Linked DNA regions of Cyprinus carpio: region 1 is linked to region 2. The links are chromatin contacts, called in public Hi-C maps. All regions are on one chromosome and are shown on one strand. The core of a region is the stretch at or near the end of the contact, and the rest is flanking DNA. Distances in the headings are between cores, read along the strand shown. Region 1 holds the start of LOC109050914 (lysine-specific demethylase 7B-like). Region 2 overlaps ccnd2a (G1/S-specific cyclin-D2).

Region 1 (3,552 bases), core at 187-2,686, 130 kb before region 2:
AATCAAAAAGACCAAACAATCACAGAAACCTAAGGCGCTGAGCTCCATTACAAACGTGACTTTCCTTTTTATATTTAATACTCCCATAAAACCCAGCAAAAAAACAAAACCAGACGCTACTTTCCAAGCAATATGTAATGCACATTTAAAGAGAGAAATAGGGAACGGTCTGATCTCGTAAACTCAACCACACGTCTTTGTTTAGTTACACCCCTCCCATTCCCCATGTAACTTTTCATCGACCCCCCTCCACTACACGTTTCCTCACGCTTCACATTATGACTGCTGTAGAACAACCAACAAAGAAATAACCTGCATGTCTTAAACATTTAATATACGAGCTAAAAGCAATACAGTTCGCAATACGGGCTGCATAAAAATAAAACAAACCATTAAGTAAATAAAATAAATAAGCAGATGTTGTTCGGCAAGCCAATGTTAATGTTGAACGCGAAATCCTAACAATATAAAACTCTTTAAACGCATGTTTTATTTTCTGTTAATGCCTCTACAGTAGCAACCAATACAGTTTATAATTTTTTTAACAATAAGAAACAAGATAGTGAGTATTGAGAAAACATCACGCACGAGTTCACTCGAAAGCATGCAAGTTTCAGCACCACATCGATCAGGACTTCGTTCAAAAATCACATCTATTGCCTTTTAAACAGTTTCATTCTTCTTCGTAAATATAAGTAGCAGAATGCTCTTTGAATTGTTTATCTCTCATCTTATGTTTACATTTTAGTATTTGCTGTTTGACATGTAGCACGTTGACCCAACTGCTGTTAAGTGTGAAACATTAATAAACCTTCACTTGACGTCTGACACATCACAGTCTCACGTGCACCTCGATGCTGACATTTATTTACTTTTATGTGACATAAAACTCCATAAGGGGTTAATGTCAGCTGATGCTCTGCAACTCCCAGCCACAAAAGCTTCTGAGAAAACCCTACGTGAACCCATTTTTGCTGCTCGGGTCGCTGGATTTTTTTGCGAAGCCATGGAAAAACAGTCCAATGTTACTGCAAAACAATAACGACGCTTTAACAGACGGGTAACGTGAGCGTTTATATTGTGAAAACTGCAAACGCGGCGATTAACGCCTGGTAATATTGACAAAGCAGCGCGTGAAATCGTCTCAGTGCGAGCGAGCGAGCGAGCTCAACGCACGGCTTACTGACACCCGAAGTGCCATAGGATTTCATACGCGGGTATTTGATGCCTTTCCGACGCAGCGGATGACGAAGACACGGTTGAATTCCTTACCTGCCGTGAAACCAGTCTTTACAAATATCGCATTCTATCATAAACCGGCTCACATCGTACGGCTGCCGGCAGACGCAGTACAGCTGGGCCGTCGCCATCTTCGGACTGTCCCCAAACAACGCAGCCAAGCTGGGATCTGGTTGGGCGGGGATTCCTTCTAATTATGCGGAAACAACACCGAGAGGAACGCGAAGGAGGGGCGCTGAGCGCATGCCGTGACGCCACGCATAAACACTGAGCGCGAGGCACACCAAGTCACTTCATCATTACATAATACGATAATATAGGGTGATAATAAAAAGCACTGAATGAAAGAAACGAGTTATGGATGGATGAATTAACATTTTTAAAGTCCATTCAGGAGATTAAACCTTCTGAAAAGAGCACCTATATAGAGACAAGGCTCGAAGACAAGGATATCATGCAAGATTGTAAAAATAATTAGTTTGGTCTTGTTTAAGATGCAGTTTTATTGAGAAAAGAGATATTTCCCCCCATATTTTCAATACAGGCTGTTCAGAATTTACCTCTACAAACACCTCTGGGTTAGAATTTGGTAAATGTTTTTGTCAGACTTATATGCTTTAACAGCCACCATGCATGATGGGAAGCAGATAAACAAACAAACAAACAAAAATCTTAAATATATGACTTTTTACACTGCATTTTTTTTACACCGTGAGATTATTTTTGTTTTATATTAAGAAATAATATGGGGCTAACATTTAAATAAGTCTGAAATGTATCTAAATATATTTTACTATTAATTCCTTTAACTAATAAATAGTGGCTCAATTAAAAAAAATTATATTTGGAGAACATATATGTATGAAGTCATTTTATTGTCATGTGATTTTTTATATAACATTAAGTTACCGTACGTTTTACTACATTTTGTTACTCTTGATATGTATGTATATATAATAATCATCATCATCGTCGTCATCATAATCATAATAAACATGTTCAACTCACATTTTTGGACCACTGCAATATTTTTTATTTTGACATTATATTTATGACATTACGCAGCGCCATAAAAAACTGACATAAATAAAAGGCAGTACAACAAATGTCATGTAAATATTTTACAATTTAAAAATATATATAATTATTTTATTATTCATTTTGTTTTAGAATATTTTGCAATATGTAATAAGTATGGGGATACCTGCCGGTCATAAACAATGTCACTTTAAAAATAAATGATGTATTATACTTGTATGTTGTTGCGTTGTATTCTTGCTGTGTTTGTTGCATCATATTGATTTCCTGCTGTGTCGAATAAAGCATAATGGTAAATCTGCTAATCTGCTAGTCCTGAAACTTTGTGGAGAAGGTTGACAATGGCACCACCTTGTGCAAAATCTGATCATAACAGTTGATTTCAAAGCGCAACTCTCTGACTACATACACGTACATAAACTGCAAGCGACGCGACAAACTACAACGGTTTCTATTATAATGAACAACTCTGCGACGCGGTGAAATGAAGTTTGTCGCGTCGCGTCAGATGGGGCTTGAGCGTCGGGGCGTCGCCTTGGCTCGACCCGAACCAATCGGGATTCCGCTCAGAACTTTGTAAACAACACAGTTGCACGCTGTATGAAAACTTTACTACGAGAGGATGTCGCGTGCCGAGGACCGCCAGAACATCACTCAACCAGGTAAGGAGCATGTTTAAAATATTTACAGGTTTTCTGAGCTTAAATGTTTGTCATGTCGAGCACTTTTCTCATCTCTCAAAGAACGAGCGCAACTACAATGTTGGCAGACATCCGGGACGTTTGTCGGTGAAAAATAGTGAACTCTGGTGTATTTGGCTAAATCTCTGTTTGTTGTGCCACGACGAGTAGCTATAGGGGTAACTAAAGGGATACTCGTGCTAAGGTGGTCATTTTTGGTTCGCTTTTCTTTTGTAAAAGAACGGAGCGTAATGAGATCCTTATCGTAAGTGATAAACTGTTGCGCAATTGAGCCCCGGGGAGCATCGGTGGTCTTTGTTTTCATTATTATTTTAATATCGTGAAGTTCAGATGTCAGCATGTTTAGTCCACATTTTCACGACTGTTAAAGATGTATGTATGCAAACGTATGGCTCAAAATGTGAAATATATTCTCAATTATACAGTCAAGGTAATTTTATGTATGGGTGCATGACGTGATGCTTGTTTTTGTCCGGAAGTTACTCAAAATGCAGTTCATACAAGAATGATTTGAATCCACTGTTATATTAAACGTTTTATTGATATATTTCAGTGTGTGTATTAATAGCATTTT
Region 2 (3,585 bases), core at 983-3,482:
GAAGTGAAATGGGATTGACCCTGACTGAGAGACTGCAAGGAAAGAATCTGCAGGGCTAGAGGAATGTGTCAGGGATACTATGGCTTTATGCATATGACTTGCATCCAAATTCATACATACTTTCACACAAGGGAACACCTTATGATCATTTACTTTTGTTTAGGTCCTTTAGTTTCTCTTTGGTGGGAAAAATAAAAGCCAAAGAGAAGAGAAAATTAGGATTAAGGGTATAACCCAGTAAACACATTTAATTCCTGCCCTGACCTGAAGAGGTCAAGCCTCCCCAAGAGACCCTAGAGTGCACTGATGCTGGTAGAATGCCTGCTCCCCCAGCATGTGGTGTGTGAAGTCGTGCACCATAGCAGAGGAAAAACAAATAGTCCTCCACAGAAGTAAAGGTGCTCAGTGTCTGAGGAGTGTGAGGTCCAGGGCAGAAGGAATGAACTGCCTGGTCCATGAACAACTCATCACGTTGCTGGATGCCAACAAGCTATACCTTTTGAAAACATGCAGGTGTGATGTACACGCACTACCCTGTTCACCCTGAGCTATACCTTAAAGAAAACATAAAGGGATAGTTCACACAGCATGAACATTTTGTCATCCTTTACTCTTTTATGACTTTCTTTCTACCGTGAAACATGAAAGAAGAAATTCTGAGAACAGTTTTTTTCGTCCATACCATGGAAGTCAGTGGTAATCAAAATTGCTTGGTTACCATCATTCTTTAAAATATCTTCTATTGTGCTCCACAAAAGAAAGTCAGGTATGTTTGGAATGACATGAGGGTCAGTAAGTTAATGATGATTATGATGCAAACATACCGCAGTTCCAAAACTAAAAATTCAGTGAACAATTCAATGGGAGCAGAGGGCTGTGGTGCAATCAAACATGGTTCAGACCCAGGAACTGAATAAATGAAGTGTAAAAGCACCCTTAGATTAAATTGGTCACTGAATTTGTTTGGGACAAATAATTCACTTTACCAATCAGAATTGTGTTTGCATTGCTCTGAGAAAATCTTAGAGGTCCTATCTAAATGGAATTGGTTGACCATTTGGTAAATCAGAGATATGAAAATCAGAGAGATATCTATATCAGGAGTAAAGTAGAAAAACCTAGTCTTCAATAAACAAGACTTTGTCTATTTAACTTTACCTTAGTGTATGAGGACCTTACAGATTGAGGCAGAGGTTGGGAGGTGAGCGGTCAGACAGTATGAAGGAAAGTCAACCTAATGCCAAAGATACTGCCAGCCTACCCACCAGGAACCTTGCTGACATTTGTGGTGTCCAGTGCCTGTAGTTTCCAGTAGACATATGATAGGGGCAGCCAGCATCTTCCAGTTGCCCTTGGAATGTGTGTATAGCCTAAGACACACCTGGTGAAGCATACTCTGTGTAGCAGTAAGGTACACACATGTATGCCAAACCAGGAAGGCTAAAAAATTGGCTTGAAGTTTCCACAAATACTCTAAGGTCCCTCTAAGAAAGAAGCAAAAGGCAATAAATATTCACCTGGCACTGGGTTTTTACAGTAAAGTTTGTTACTGTAGCTCAAGTAAATACAGTAAATGATGCTCATTGGGCTGTTGTTTTCAGTTTCTTTAAATGAGGCCTTGAATTATTTATTTTGAGGCATGAATTTGTGTGCTTGTGCACCTCTAGAATACTTTTAATATAGCTTTACAAGGTAAAGCTCTGCGTATGGAGAAAATATTCAGGAAGAGAGAATGCACAGTGAAAATTTTTTGAGATACAGCAGTTTCTAAAAGTAGGTGAAATGTTAGAAACTTTGGGTCTGGCATGCTGAGAATGCTCCTTTGCCTAAAGTCATAATGTCATGAGGACTCTGTTATTTGCAACCGAAATGTTATTTGGAACCGAAAAGTTGCAAATTATTTAGAGAAGAACTTCAAGGCTATTTTGGTACACAGGATCATGTGGTAGGCCCCCTGGCCTCTTGCATTAGGCCTCTGGGACATCTTAATCCCTTTCATTTCTCAATGCTGTGATGGCCGTGCTCTGAACCCAGCAATCCTTGCTTTCACTTCCCAATAAAAAAACACACATTTTCTGTGGCTACTTTAAGTCTCTTCTTTAGGCTTCATTTGTCCAAGATGGCACACACTGAGTGACATTACACTCTGCTGGTTCTCCATTAGAGCTGCATTTTCCTTTTGGTTTTGATCCATTTTTATTAACTTGTTTGACTAACAAACTTAGCCATGTTCTGGTGGGATAGAGTGTGTTCTTGATCAGGGCGGGGTTGGATTAGGCAGGGACCACCTACTCTATCTTGAAGCTCACCAGTGCCACCCTTCTCTAGATCTAATAATTGAGAAGCAATTCTAGAGCAAGTCCTGGTTTTACCAGTAGTCACACATTGAAGCTATTAGAGTTGCCTGAATTAAGCCTTTGGGGCTTGGCATGAGCTTGGCTGTGCAGCTATAAAGAGCAGCACACAGGGAAATGTCTTTTAAGAACTCAGGCATGGCATTCTTGTGGTAAGACACATGCAGTTTCTTTACATGTTTTATGCTTTAGTTAATTTTCTAGAAGGAATAAATTTTCATCATGACTAATAATGGCTTATTGTGGGGGGAAACAGGAGACCTCTAGAAGGATGGTGCCCATTGTCATCCATGATAACACACCAAAGAAAACATCCACTGAGTTACACTAGGCTCATCCTCAAAAAAAAAAAAAAGATTAAATGCTTTCTTTCAATCACTTCCAACACCTCAGATGTTTTTCTTGTGTGATACACTACTTCTACAGGCATGAAGCACATGGCCCAGGAGCCATGCATAACATAAGTGCCCATCAGCTTTCAATTAGCAGTAAATGTCAAAGGAATGCAGCCTCTCCACAAGCAACACATTCTCCATGGGCCCTACCCATTGGCCATTCTTAAACTTCCCACAGACGCCTGGTGTGCCTCAGACATACCCACTAAACAGGAGGGAGAGCTTTGATCACCCTGCATCCATTTACTTTCACTAGAGGGCATTATTGCTCATTTTGGTGACTGTGTGAAAGCCATTTTAAATATGTCAAGTGCTCTTTGGAGCCACCCACAGGGTTGCATTGGGTATACTCATATATTATCTTTTTTTTGCTCCTAGCTCTACAGAGCAGGAAGAACCCTCTGATGGGCTCAAGTGAGATCCCCTTAGGTCATTACATGCTGTTGCGAAAATGAAAGGATATGAAAATCGTAAACGAAACACTGTCTTGTTTTATCCACAGGACATGGATGTAATTAACACAGCAAACTGTGGTACACCTATTGTTTTTGTTTTTTAACTGTTCACAGTGCAACAGTGCATCTTCATTTGTTTATTGGAAAGTGTGTGTGTGTGTGTATATATATATATGTGTATGTGTGTGTGTGTGTGTGTGTGTGTGTGTGTCTATAATTATTATATATAACAATTGTGTATAATTATTATTATATATAATTTCTGTGGTTTGACTGTAAAACTACTGATGAAGTGATTCTGGATTAGTACAGACATCGCAGCTATGTAAGTGACCTGTTTGTATAACGCCTTTTGTCTAATGCATTGCAGGATGTGTTAAA

The links. Hi-C and Micro-C count contacts between places; a contact is called where the count stands out from the background.
Region 1: a Hi-C map of skeletal muscle shows a contact between it and region 2, with 2.3 times the contacts expected there. The contact joins the promoter of LOC109050914 here to the enhancer-like site in region 2. A contact is called at or near these places in 3 of 8 Hi-C or Micro-C datasets (liver and skeletal muscle).

What each region holds. Positions count from the first base shown.
Region 1 is chrA25:8,946,498-8,950,049 of ASM1834038v1, reverse strand. It overlaps LOC109050914 (lysine-specific demethylase 7B-like), which reads right to left and starts at 1,436. Exons shown (of 20, transcript XM_042715341.1): 1 at 1,273-1,436. The coding sequence starts at 1,370.
Region 2 is chrA25:8,813,893-8,817,477 of ASM1834038v1, reverse strand. ccnd2a (G1/S-specific cyclin-D2) reads left to right here. Exons shown (of 5, transcript XM_042715338.1): 5 at 3,575-3,585. The region is part of intron 2 of LOC122135578 (a long non-coding RNA gene); the gene reads right to left. Among protein-coding and RNA genes, the nearest start is that of LOC122135578, 5.0 kb to the right of the region's middle. Within about 2 kb of position 2,232, at least 2 of the 8 cell types and tissues checked have an H3K27ac peak or open chromatin away from gene starts, as enhancers often do. A contact at or near this core is called in skeletal muscle, where this site is marked.